2 separate regions of the Gossypium arboreum genome follow, and region 2 is linked to region 1. Evidence: chromatin contacts called from public Hi-C data. All regions are on one chromosome and are shown on one strand. Each heading gives the region's core, a stretch centred on a gene start, on an enhancer-like site or on the middle of the called end of the contact. The rest is flanking DNA. Distances are from core to core; before and after follow the strand shown.

Region 1 (7,141 bases), core at 1,734-4,233:
TCATGAAAGAATGTAATTGCAGTAGGGTTAGTTGTAGTCATAAGGATGCTGGCTGCATCAAAGAGAGGTTTCAAGAAACTGCATAAAGTCTCGGCCACCTTCCAGTCTTCCATTGATGGAGCTAGCTTATAATCTGGATCAGAAGTATCCAAACAATTAAAAACTTCCTTGAGTTCAGAAGCAGCTGCAAGCATTTGGTATGTCGTGTTCCACTGATTTTGATTATCAAGAATCAGGCTCTTTTCACTTGGCACTTGAAGCTGGTTTTTAACTTGAACAAACTTTTCATCATGGGATTCTGAAGTCTTCACATACTTTACACTATCACGGATTTTCTTGACAATCTCATGCCCTGCACCAAGCACATCCTTTGCCATGCTGCTCAGGGTACGAGCTATGCAATTTCCAAGTAACAACTGACCGTTAAGAATAAGGGGATTCTTAGTACAGAGTAGAGGTCTAAGATTTTCCAGCCCAGCTTCACTTGTTGGATGATTGAAGATGAGGGAAAATAACTTGCCTTCCAAACTCCAGTCTGACAGGCAGGCAGCAACAGCATGACTTAGAGCAGAATCGGAATCGGGATATGGTTCCATTATGACATTGAGAACCCGTCTTTGCAACTTCCATTCAAAATCAATGAAGTGTCCAGTTATAAACACATAACCGAGTGTTTGATTTGAAGTCCACATGTCTAGTGTAAGACAAACTCGCCCCGGAATACCCTCAATAAGCTTCATGAGGCTTTGCTTTTCCCTCAGGTAAGTTGCAACGCAATCCCCTTGAACAGTGTTGAAACTGACTTTGTCGAACCGAGGCTGAAGATTCTGAACAAAAGCTATGAATCCAGGATGCTCAACCATGTGAAGAGGATACTCATGCATGATGATCATTCTTGCAATTTCATGGCGGCAACGGTCCTGATCGAATGGTATGAAAGGTGAACTGGGAGATCTGTAGCGCCGCTTTCGTGGTTCACCTCCTCCAGTCTTCGGGCTATATGGGGTCAATTGATTGTTATATTGGTCACGTAGGAGTGCCGGACAGGTACCCTTAGCAATGTGACGTTTGAGGTGGCTGGTCCCTGCTACCTTGGAACCAGTACTATAAGCGAAACTTTGTTTGCAACGGTTACAGCATGCTCTTCTACATCCAGCACTCACAGTTTCAATGGTGAAGTACTCCCAGACCATGGACTTCTTTTTCCTTCGCTTAGGCTGTGTTTCAGGAGTGATGAGAGCCAGCTCATTGTTATTCTCCACCGGGGATGTTTCCATATTTGTAGCTTCCGTCATTTCTGCCATTCCTGTCTATACATAAAACCCGCAGCTGGAGCAAAACAAAATTTTAAAAAGGATTTCAAACTATGCATGTATAAAAAAACAAAAGAGTAGATAGACCCAATTACCATTAAGGTTAACATAACTCGGAAGGTAAAAATAAAGGAAACAATGAGGTTCAGTCAAAGCAATCAACGGTTTCACACATCATAAATTTCATTAAAACAGAATCTTCTCAGCTTTGAGACGCATGGTTACATAGTGGTCTCAGACTTAATGCATTACAACATTAAGCTGCAAAAACAGTCCGGATTTGTGTCAAGGGTGACGGATGTGGCCTCTTTGTCCAAAGGAAAGTAAGTTGAACTGCGTACTGTATGGTATAGTTGATGAAAAAACAGCACACATTGGACTATAAAGTTTTCGCCACTAAATGAAACACCCAGGAGCTGGCAATCCAGGATCATAATTAAGAGCTGCTTTGATTGGAAAGAAAAAGAATGAAAGAATCCAGAAATGAGTTTACATCAGCAACATTAATTTTAACAAATGTGTCTTCAAAAATAAAAAGAACTTTAAAAAATGAATATGGGTAATATCCAACGTATACAAGTATAGCCGAAATATAAGATAAACATCAGGGTAATGGGTCAAGGAATAATTGAAACTGTGCCACGTGTTGAAGTGGTCCACAATAAGACCAAGTCGTAGTATAGCAATTTACAATACAGGACAAAGGACTTGGATAAGATCCATGTTAAATGGGCCCACTTTACGCACCAGGGCTAAAACAGACATTGACATTTAAATGGGCTGAAAAGGATTACATTTTACAATGCACCCCCCCCCAAAAAAAAAAAACCGTAGATCTAGGGTTTGAAAATAATAAAAAGAAAAACAAAAAGCATAAACAAAGAAGGGAAAGCCCAGATCAGTCGAACTGAAACCCAATTCCATTTCAAAGATCAAACTCAGCTTCAAAGGCATCTATTAATATGCCCAGAGCAAGAGCAAAAGAGAAAACCACAGAAAGAGAAGGAAAAATAAAACGTCAAAAGAACAAAAACCCATGTCTGCAATCTGCCCAGATCAACAACAAACAAAGAAGAAAGACCCATTATCTGTACAGATGAAAACCAGGAAATGAAGGACAAACAAAACCCCATATCAATGCATGAAACGAGAATAGCCATATTTAAATAACAGAAGCAAAAAGGAAAGGGAATCTATGGTTTCAATTCAAAACAAAAAGTCCAACTACTTCCGTAACTTTTAACAAGGACAATAAGCCAGCAATCATCGCAATTCTCTCACAAAATTGAAACACGAAGCGTTTAAAATCAAAATCCCCAACTCAAAAAAACGAAGCAAGCATTAAATAAAGAAAAAATCAAAGAGAAAAAGGAACACCCAAAATTTCAGTCAATGGAGAAATTAGGTAAGGTGATGAAATTTTTACCAGTCAGCCCAAACGAGAAGCGATCTGGGAGCGAGAAGAAGGCCGGAAAACGACGTTGAAAGGGTGAAAGATCTAGGGTTTTGCAGGAGAGGAGAAAGACGGAGAGATAGTCGGGGGGGGGGGGGGCGGAGATTTGGGCTTAGAACAACAGACCCCAAAAGAAGGCTAATTGGACCTGAAAGGTGGAGAGTAGTTGTTGGGATGGGTGGGGATAAGGTGAAAATTGTGGGGTTTAATAAATTAAAATTTTCGAAAAAAAGAAACTACGTAAGATATCCCACTTTATTTAATTTTGGACTTTTGGGTAGGGGGAACCAATTGACTTTGATCTAATCTACCCAAGGCAGAGACAGCCCAATGGCTTGCCATCTCTCAATTTGTTCAATTCAACGCCCTTTCTTTAACCACCTTCACTCTTTTTCTAGCTGACTTGGGTTTTTGGGTGGCTTCTCATACGAACAACATTTCAACCCAATTGCTGTATAGCAAGGCCACTGTCGTTTATTCTACTAAAATATTATAATATCGGGGTTGAAGTTGAATACTTCAAGAGATTTGCCAACTTCATCCATCATATGAATGGTCTTGTTTCGTTTACTTAGACTGTAACCATTTTTGTTATCAAAATCAAAATGAATTATTAATATAATCTACAAAATTATCCCACCTTTTTTTTTTATTATGCTTGATAATACAAGGTAAAGTGACATAACCTCCCATATAAACATAAATTTAGTGGGTTACTTGATAGTAGGAATGTTGATCAATGTTAGTGACTTGAAATAAGTAAAAGTATGATTCACGTGTATTTTTTCATCATTAATTTAGTCATATTTATTTACTGCTGCTTGATTATGGTTAACAAATATAAATATTTTATTATTTTATTTATTCACTTTTCAAGATTAAATTAATAAAAAGGATTTAATTACCGGTTGAAAATAGTTTATAATTAAAATTACCTCAGAGCTGTATTTATTTATGAGCTAAATTTTACTATTAATTTTTATATTATATGTAAGTTGTAGATTTAATTTTTATACTTTAATTTGATTACTTTTAGTCCTTAAATTTTAATGAATTTTAAAATTCTAGTCTTGACCAAATAATTATTAATAAATTTATTATTTTTACTATTTTTAAAGTATGATCGATAAATATATTATTACATATATAATGCAATGCTATCTTACTATTTTTACATATTATTTAAAAAATTAAAAAATTTATTGCTTAGTTAAAATTAAACCATTTAAAAAGTAAACTAACTTTTATTTATTTATTCTGTTTGTTACTGTTGTAATGTAAACCGACTGTTTGTCATGGTTGTAAAGTAGAAAAGGAAATTTAAAAAAAAAAAAAAAGAAGAAAAAAAGCAAGAAGATCCAGAAACGGTTATTTTGCTCCACTGCTTCAACCTCCTTTATCCCATCATCAAGGTATGCACAATAGCCTTCTCTCTACTGCTTTCTTCTTTAATTCCATTCATCCACAAAAGTGATGCATAATTTTTTCTTCAAAATCCGATAACAGTAATTATAACAACTATGGCTTCTTTGAAATTGTCCCTTTCTTGGGACTCTGTCGATTCAAAGAAACTCAGCTTCTACGTTAACCCGTCTCATTTACCTGATCAATGTTCCAGTTTTTCATTCACCAGTTGTTTTCATGTCGCAAGAGCTGCTTCCATGCTCACTTCTTTGACTAGGCTCAAACATATTAGAGTCGAACCCGCCAACGTTCCTGACCCTAACCCAGTCGATAGAGATACCCCTTTTTCTTCCGAAAATGAATTAGTGAATGAAAACCCAAAACTTGTTGAGGGCCGAAAAGGTCAAAACCGCGAGAAAGGGATAACAAGAAATGTGGGTTTCAGGTTTGGTTCCAGAAGGAATGGTAACGAAGTAGAAAAAGGAGATCTTTTTGTGTGTAGAAATAGCGGGTTGGATGTTGATTATACTGCTATAAAGCCTGACTTGAATTTGGAGCATTGTAATTCTATATTGAAAAGGCTTGAGAAGTCTAATGATGGTAATGCTTTGAGATTTTTTGAGTGGCTGAGGAGCAATGGGAAATTAGATGGAAATGTGATGGCTTATAGATTGGTTCTTCGAGTTTTGGGCAGGAGACAAGATTGGGACGCTGCTGAAATAATGGTTAGGCAAGCAAAATGCGATTCCGGCTGTGAGCTTGATTTTCAGGTTTTCAATACAATCATATACGCCTGTTCTAAAAGGGGGCTTGTTGAAATGGGTGCTAAGTGGTTTAGAATGATGCTGGAACATGGGGTTCAGCCAAACGTTGCCACTTATGGGATGCTTATGGGACTTTACCAGAAGGGTTGGAATGTTAGGGACGCAGAGTTTGCACTTTCACAAATGAGGAGTTCTGGCATTGTATGTCAGTCTGCATACTCTGCAATGATCACAATTTATACACGGTTGAGTTTGTATGACAAAGCGGAAGAGGTTATCAGCTTTATGAGAGAAGATAAAGTCGCATTGAATCTTGAGAATTGGTTGGTGATGCTTAATGCTTATAGTCAAAGTGGCAAGTTAGAGGAGGCTGAGCAGGTATTGGTTTCAATGCAAGAAGCAGGCTTTTCTCCAAATATTGTTGCATACAATACACTGATCACAGGGTATGGAAGAGCATCAAATATGGATGCAGCTCAACGTGTATTCCTGAGCATCCGGCAAGTTGGATTAGAACCTGATGGTACAACTTACCGTTCCATGATTGAGGGCTGGGGGCGAACTGGCAATTATAAAGAAGCAGCATGGTATTACAGGGCTATGAAACAGCTCGGATTCAAGCCTAACTCATCTAACTTGTACACGCTGCTAACTTTGCAAGCAAAGCATGGGGATGAAGAGGGTGCCATTAGAACACTTGATGATATGCTCAAGATGAGGTGCCAACATTCTTCAATCCTAGGTACTGTTTTGCAAGCATATGAGAAGGCTGAGAGGATCTATAAAGTTCCTCTTGTTATAACTGGGTCTTTCTATCAACATGTTTTAGACGACCAAACTTCTTGTTCCATTCTAGTCATGGCTTATGTGAAAAGTGGATTAGTGAATGATGCAATTAAAGTGTTAGGGAGCAAAAGGTGGAAGGATCCAGTTTTTGAAGATAACCTGTATCATTTATTAATTTGCTCTTGCAAGGAGTTGGATGATCTTGAAAATGCGGTTAAGATATTTTCTCAAATACCTAACTCTGAAAACAAGCCAAATTTGCATATAATGTGTACAATGATTGACATTTACAGTGTCATGGGCCACTTCAATGAAGCAGAAAAACTCTATTTGAAGTTAAAATCTTCAGGAGTTGCCTTGGACATGATTGGCTTTAGCATTGTTGTAAGAATGTATGTTAAAGCTGGATCTTTAAAAGATGCCTGCAGCGTTCTACAAATGATGGAGAAGCAGAAAGACATTGTCCCAGACATTTATCTGTTTCGTGACATGCTTCGGATTTATCAAAAGTGCAACATGCAGGAAAAATTAATGAATCTTTACTATAGAATTTTGAAGAGCGGTATTTCCTGGGATCAGGAAATGTATAACTGTGTCATTAACTGTTGTGCACGTGCTTTGCCAGTTGATGAGCTTTCCAAGATTTTTAATCGAATGCTTCACCATGGTTTTGCTCCTAATACTATAACCTTCAACGTCATGCTTGATGTTTATGGTAAAGCCAAACTTTTCAGGAAGGTCAAGAAACTATTCTGGATGGCAAAAACTCGAGGTTTGGTAGATGTAATCTCTTACAATACAATTATATCTGCATATGGTCAAAATAAGGACTTCAAGAATATGTCATCAACCATTCGAGAAATGCAGTTCAATGGTTTTTCAGTTTCCCTTGAAGCCTATAATTGCATGTTGGATGCATATGGGAAAGAAGGCGAAATGGAGAAATTTCGAAGTGTATTGCAGAGGATGAAGGAATCAAATTGTGCTTCCGACCACTATACATACAACATTATGATCAATATTTATGGGGAACGAAGATGGATTGATGAAGTTGCTGCTGTGCTGACAGAACTGAAAGAATGTGGACTAGGACCTGATTTGTGCAGTTATAACACATTGATTAAGGCGTATGGAATTGCTGGAATGGTCGAGGATGCTGTAGGTTTGATCAAGGAAATGCGAGGAAATGGGATAGAGCCTGATAGGATAACTTACAGCAATCTGATCACTGCTTTAAGAAAGAATGATAAGTTCTTAGAGGCTGTTAAGTGGTCATTGTGGATGAAGCAGATGGAAATGGAAAATGCAAGTGTTCCTACATAATCTGTTTTCCACGTCATTTCGCATTAAAGCTCCTACAACATTCTACCTAAACATTTCACAGGTGATTGCTTCTTAAGGTAATCTATTTTGTATCCTGC
Region 2 (6,952 bases), core at 1,716-4,215, 130 kb before region 1:
GATGTCAAAAGCATTTAAGGGAAGTTATTGGTGGTTAGTGCAATTTAAATGTGAGGGCAACAAATGTTATTCTAGAAATGGAATGCAACACCAGCAAACAGGATTATAAGAAGATCAACTAAGTACTCAAAATTTCAAATTTCAGAACATAAGAAGAGCTATTTATGAACAGCATTTAATAGAGATATCACCAACACCATCACCATCAGTCTGACATGATTAAAATCTACTTGAATTTCTACAAAGAGTAATTTATGACACAGCTACCTTAATGTGGTTTTAAGGCTCTAAATTTTCTTCCAAATTACCTTTTCTTTTTCCCTATAAAAGAGAAAAAGGAAGTATGGTGGTGTTAGTGGATGGTTTCAGGCTTCAAGCTAAAAATTCCTATAGCACCATAATTTCCGAGCTGAACATATTTGACATTGTCTGGGAAGTGCATAGGATAAAGTTTGTAAGGTGTATGATCATCATTTTTACCCTTACAGTCATCACATGTTAGTTAATAACAAGTTAACAACCACTTGCACATGAGTATGATATCTGTTCATTTTAGTCGGTTTAATTTTTAAGCTATTTTCTGGGTTGGAGAATTAGATGTATCTTTGAAACAGATTAAAATGAAAAAAAATGCTTTCATGATAATTCTAAAAATAAAAACCATTCCATTTTGCAAATAATGTGTTTAAAAGCTAAAAACAGTGTAGAATTTTAATTAATATTCCTAGGCAATGTAGCCTAAATTTTTTTTCAAACATCTTTATTTTATATAATCAACATACAATAAATTTAGTTCGTAGTTAACATTTTCAACACTTCTTTCACTTCAAATTTTATATAACCCCAATATGAGCAATGAAACATGGACATTTATCATTTTCATCAATTTACAAGGTCATTAAAGAGCATTGTACTCCCAACAAGATAAAAGCATAAAGAAATGCAACTTCTCTGTACCTTATATTTAGTATTGACAAGTGTTCAAGACACACTCTAGGTGTTGAAACCCAAATATTGCTTAAGGCACAAGGCATAAGAAAGCACTCACCCAAGTGAAGCAAGATGCAATATGTATGTGCGTGTGAATGTATATGTATATATGTGCGCATAGTAAGTCCCAAAAATACAATTCCAATAATGAACTGTAAAAATTTGTTTAATATATCTAGAAAGCATGAAATAAAATTCTTTCATTGGACAAAATACATGATTTTATTTATGTCTTATACATTTTGTTGAATACTCACGAATTGAGAAGTACAGAATTTGATTTTGTCCAACCCTTTTTAACCATTAAAAGTAAAATAAATAAAAGAATTAAAAAGGTATGAAATTAAAGAGAATCTCAATCAGACTTTTATTACACCTACTGCCTTACAAAAGTATGGACTTAAACACACCAGACATATGCCTCCTTTGAAAGGGTCCAATGCACTTGCCTGACCTTGAGGCACAACCCCTAAGCGCACGCCTTAAGAACATTGCTAAACATTGGTCTTTATCATGCATTTGAACAAACATTTATATATCATTCTAGAATTATCTAAAACGCTCAGAAGTTTGCTTGAAAAATAAAATTTTAACCATTTTTCTGAAAGAGAACCACTATCCGCATATCATTGCAAATAAAAACATAAATGTACTCCGTAACCTTAGTAGGAACAAGAAAACCGTGAAAGCAATTTCAAGCAAATATAAATTCTATGTGTAAGAAGTATTTTCTAGTCCAACTCATCGGGTATCAATCAACTTTTATTTCATAAGCACAGTAGATAAACAGAATTTGTACTGTCATAAAAATAAACCCATGATTCATCCGCCCAACATTCTTTAGCCAGAGCTTAAGAGAGCATTGCAACGGAAGAGAGATGTTGGCAGTACAGTACATAAAGAATCTATCATCACCAAGAAAAGGATTATTACATGATACACCACCGGTGAAGCAAAAATTTCTGCAAGCAATTATATACATTTGACATGTGCTGATCAAGAATAAGATTATTGTCCTATATACGCCGATAGAGGAGTTCAGCAACACCACAAACGGTTTTATTGATTAACCCTTGCACGTCTAAATATAAATAGAGAAATCAACAATAAGAATTATTAAGTTTACATATACAGTGAAATCGCCATATGAAAATAATTAAACCTTGTTATGGGGTTTCAAGCACCATGAATGTACAGAATGATAAGGAAACAATATTGGATTAAATTAATTGTTTTATGAAATCAGCTGATAATCAAGTATTAGTGAGCCGGAAAATTACACAACAAAAAAGATGGAAAACAATATTCAAATTCCCACTTTAAAAAAATAAAAAAATAAAAAAATAAAGCAAAAAAGATCTTAGAAATGAATCGATTCAATCGCATTCATTAAAGGAACCAATGCATGCGTATGCGTAAAAAGTTGAAATAATTTACCTTGGGATCGTTTTCTTTCTTCGAGTTGAGCTGATTCAAGACATCGACGCACTCGGCGAACTTCCTAGACTGAAAGTAAAGAGCGGCGTCTTTAGCGAGGGCGGAAGTGACGGAGAGGACGCCGTCGTCGTCGCCGGCGTTACCATCCCGATTCGGAGTCGACGACGGTGATGAATCTCGCAAATCCATGAGCAGATCAGACCAATCGAACGAGATAAGAAAAATGAAATTTAAAAATTAAAGGGAAAAAAAGTGGGAAGATCTCAGGCGTAGAGGATGGTTGAAGAAACCCCTTAGCTTCTTTAAACTAGAAAATGCATAGTTTTTAATAAAATCACAATTGAGGGATAATTTTCTTTTCTTTTCTTTTCTTTTTCGTCCAAAATGAGTTAAAACTGCGGAGTGAGCAGTGATAGTGTGGTTTGATGCAACATCGAAGATGATGAAGTTGTGGGATTTGATTTGATCCGAGTTTTTGGTTTTTACATTCTTGGGCTAAATTTTGGTTTGGGTTTTAGACTTCCTTTGGAAAAGTAATGGTTTAGACTTCAAATCAGAACAGCTTCTTATAGAATGGGCGGTGGCGAATATGGGCCGGCACTGATTACTACTGTATATAGAGGTGTCTATGGACTAAGTCAAATTTAAGCTCAACCAAAATTTTAGGTCTGGTTTACGGATTTAAAATTTTTTTCAAACCTAATCGACCTTTTTTTTTTAAAAATATTTTATTTTAAAAATATAGTATATCAAATACACTAAAAACATTAAAGCAAATATTTCCAAAAATTATCAAATTTCATTAGCAAATATTAAAAATTAGATAAAAACTTATTAGCATTTGATGGATGTAGACCTCGTTAATGTTTATAATAATTAATCATTACTTCTTTTAAAAAAATTAATCATTATTAATGTAATGAGTATATTTTCAAGAGAATAATAAATCTTGCATACTAGTATATATAATATGATTTGGGTAAAGGTAGCAAAAAATGAAAAACCACTTGAAGTAAAGGATGGCATAAGGTTGTTTCACTAAAGTACATTAAAGTTGAATAATAAAGTACAAGAAATTTGATAATTAGTGAAACAACTTGGTAACTAAAACCATCCACAACAAGGTCGCATTCTCATGCAATTGATGTTGGAAACTTAGCAAAATTAAAAGTTCTACAATATCCAAACAAAAGTTCTACAATATCTATATATATCAAGCAAAATAGCACCAAAAATAGCATCAAAGATTAGCACCCAACAACAGCAGAATAGCAATGAAACAACACCAAAAATAGTAGCAAAAATTAGCACCCAACAACAACAGCAGAACATTAAAAACAATAGCAGAATAACAGTGAAACAACACCCAAAATAGCACCAAAAATAACCTATAAAATGTATCAACCATTCAAAATATCTTTATATGAAGCAATCAACATATATTATCTTATAACAAGCTATAAATTCTAAGCTAAATTATATACCTAGAAACAAATCAAAAATCATCATCATTATCATTCTTATCATTCTTGTAATCAATTTCTAATATAAAATAAGAATAAATAGTTATATAATCAAATTGATAAAATGTTTTATAATTATAACAATAAAATGAAAATAATAATTACCCGTTGAAAATCTCTTAGCTCACATCCAGTTATCAAAACAAACAATGGCTTGAACCATTTTTGGTTTAAGGGAACTCCTAAAAAATGTGATCACTTTCTTCCTCATGCTAAAAGCCGACTCAGAAGCTACGGTCGATATTGGAATTGCCAAAAGATCACGAGCCAAAAATGAAAGCTCACAATATCGAATTGAACTTTTGCTCCAATAATCCAATACATTTATTTGGCTATTCAACTCAAGCTCTGATTCTTCCAAATAAATGTCCAATCGAGACTTTTCACTCTTAGTACTGGATGCACTTAAGAATCATTTATAATCACCACTCTCATCATAATCTCCTCCCAAATCTGCCCTATTGACATTGAGTTGATGCAAATTAGAATGAACAGGATCATTATCTGAAACATTGAAACTCCTGGCCAAAGAGGAAGATGTGGATTTGGAGTTCTTAACATACTCATCAAATAAGAGTTTAAGATTGCAAAGAATGGTTTCCAAAAAGTTTGAAGCATAAGTAGTGTAGATTGTAGTAAAATAATACTGCACATAATTTAACTTGTAACGAGGATCTAAAATTTATCAAAGAATACTTAGCCTAATATTTATTAAATTTATCTTGCATTTGCATAACCATTAGAGTTAAAAAAAGAATGAGGATCTTTAACTGTATTAATTAAGACCATGTGAACCTTCCAAACCCCTCTAAAATAAAAATCAACCGTTGGATAATTAGAACCAGAAAAAGTACAAGTCACATCATAAAGAATTCAATAATTTGCAAAAAAATAACAACATTTCTCCACTCCTCATCAGAAAGTGCTAATATTTGATAATCTTTATCCCGTTGGCCCCAATAATCTAACACATATTTATAGAAAAGAGTAGATTCAAACATCAAATAAGTAGAATTCCATCTCACACTCACATCTCGACGTAACTTTTTAGTCACATTCAAATGAAAACTTTTGTTAGCCATATCATAAAATATTTTCTTACAAATTCCTGACTTTTTTATGTACTTAATTCCATTTCGAATCTTACTAAAAACATCAGCAGCAAGTTCCAAACCAGCTTTAATTATAAGATTCAATATATATGCGTAACATCTAACTTGAAAAAAAAGAAAGAGCTCGTTCGCGCCAAAACGATTTTTAAGACAAAAAACCATAACACCGTTATAAAAAGCATTATCCAAAGTGATGCTAAAAACTTTCTTGTTTATACCCCACTAAGATAAACATAAAATGAGTTCATCTGCTACGCGCAAACCATCATACGGAGGAGATAAACATCTAAATCTTATGATTCTCTTTTGTAGCTTCTAATCTTTGTCAACCCAATGAGCAGTAATGCAAATATATTCATCATTAGTATGCTCAGAGTTCCAATTATTAGAAGTTGGACAAACTAAACCATGTGTTTTATCCAACTCTTCTTTAACATGATCTCTCTCTTTTACATAATACATTAGGATATCTCTAGTAGTTGTTTGTCTACTTTTATTCTTAAAATTAGGACATCAATACTTATCATGTATCTAAATCTTGGTTCTTCAACTGTCCTAAATACATGTTTGTCACACACAAGAAAAGTAGAAACAGCTCGACAACACTCCTCAGCATCAAACTTGTAGTTTTTTATAGATGAACCACCTCCTAAAGATGGTTTAGTGGCTATGGTGTGTTGAATAATTTCCTTATTAAATTTTTTCAAACAAAAATTTAGATGACGTCTTAAATGGGAGGTTTCGATAAAAGATTTAGCAAAAAAAAGATACTCTTATAGTGATTACATTATGCTTTCAACTCGTCTTTGTTCTCACATTCAAACTTTGTCATTTCATCCCACACTTTTGAAGTAGTAGACTTTTGATGTTTGGGAGCACTTTCATATTCATTAAACCTATCATCCATACATAATGGAGTGTTTGAACTAGCCATTGTCATAAAAACTCAAGTCATGAAATTGTAAAAACTCAATTAATATATATAAAAAAAATAGAATCAAATTTTAAATATATATATGGTTGCTTATGGCAGCATGATTTGAAACTGCTAAAGTATAAGTATTGATAGTAGATTTTGATCATTCATTTTCATAGGCATACATATTTAACATCCCAAATTTGAGCACAAAATAATATAAATACCATCAACCAAATAATAATTCACCTTACATAAAAAGATAGCAATCTTAAGTGGATTACTTCATGGCATGAAGTACAAGGAAACAAAAAAAAAGTATATTTGAATTAATTTCATGGCATAAAGAGTTAACCTATAAATGCTTCAATTAATTATATATATCTATATATTGGAAACTATAAGACATCATTGATACAGTTCAATACAAGTATCTAAGAAAATAAAACCTATCCAAAAGAGGCAAATGCCATAGGAGATTTATCAACTTTCTAATAAAAGAGACAAGACAACTATAAAATATAGTTGGCAAATGTTGAACCTACCAAGTTGGCAACAAAGTTCTTTTTCCTTCCTTTTTAATGAGAATATTATTAAATGATGGCAGTAGCATTACAATTAGAAAATATAGTTTGTTAGACCATTAGAAGTTTATAGCATTTTAAAATATTGATGCATACAGCTTAATTTTTCCTTCACAAAACCCATCAACCTCAAGTTGGAAACTCGAATCAATCTGGAATTGAATTGAATTTCAAGTCTAAATAGCTCGAGATTCTTAATACCAAGCCAGAAAATGTCTTATACTAGGCTTTTGAGATAGGCAGCAATAGGATAAAACCAATATTGTTGAAATGAGAATAACATTAAAAAATACCAACTCGCAAGTCATCAGCAAGTGAAGCAGAAAAACCTACATACTTTTACGATTAAAAACACATTCAACGAAATTTGTGTCCTAGTTTCCACTTTCC

The links. Hi-C and Micro-C count contacts between places; a contact is called where the count stands out from the background.
Region 2: a contact with region 1 is called in a Hi-C map of leaf, with 4 times the contacts expected there. The contact joins the promoter of LOC108469964 here to the promoter of LOC108469559 in region 1. A contact is called at or near these places in 2 of 5 Hi-C or Micro-C datasets (both in leaf).

What each region holds. Positions count from the first base shown.
Region 1 is chr8:92,673,185-92,680,325 of ASM2569848v2, reverse strand. LOC108469559 (zinc finger BED domain-containing protein DAYSLEEPER-like) reads right to left here and starts at 2,983. Exons shown (of 2, transcript XM_017770442.2): 1 at 2,740-2,983; 2 at 1-1,329. The coding sequence starts at 1,304. It overlaps LOC108467752 (pentatricopeptide repeat-containing protein At4g30825, chloroplastic), which reads left to right and starts at 4,047. Exons shown (of 2, transcript XR_008286916.1): 1 at 4,047-4,178.
Region 2 is chr8:92,802,637-92,809,588 of ASM2569848v2, reverse strand. It overlaps LOC108469964, which reads right to left and starts at 2,965. Exons shown (of 8, transcript XM_053031957.1): 1 at 2,428-2,965. The coding sequence starts at 2,616.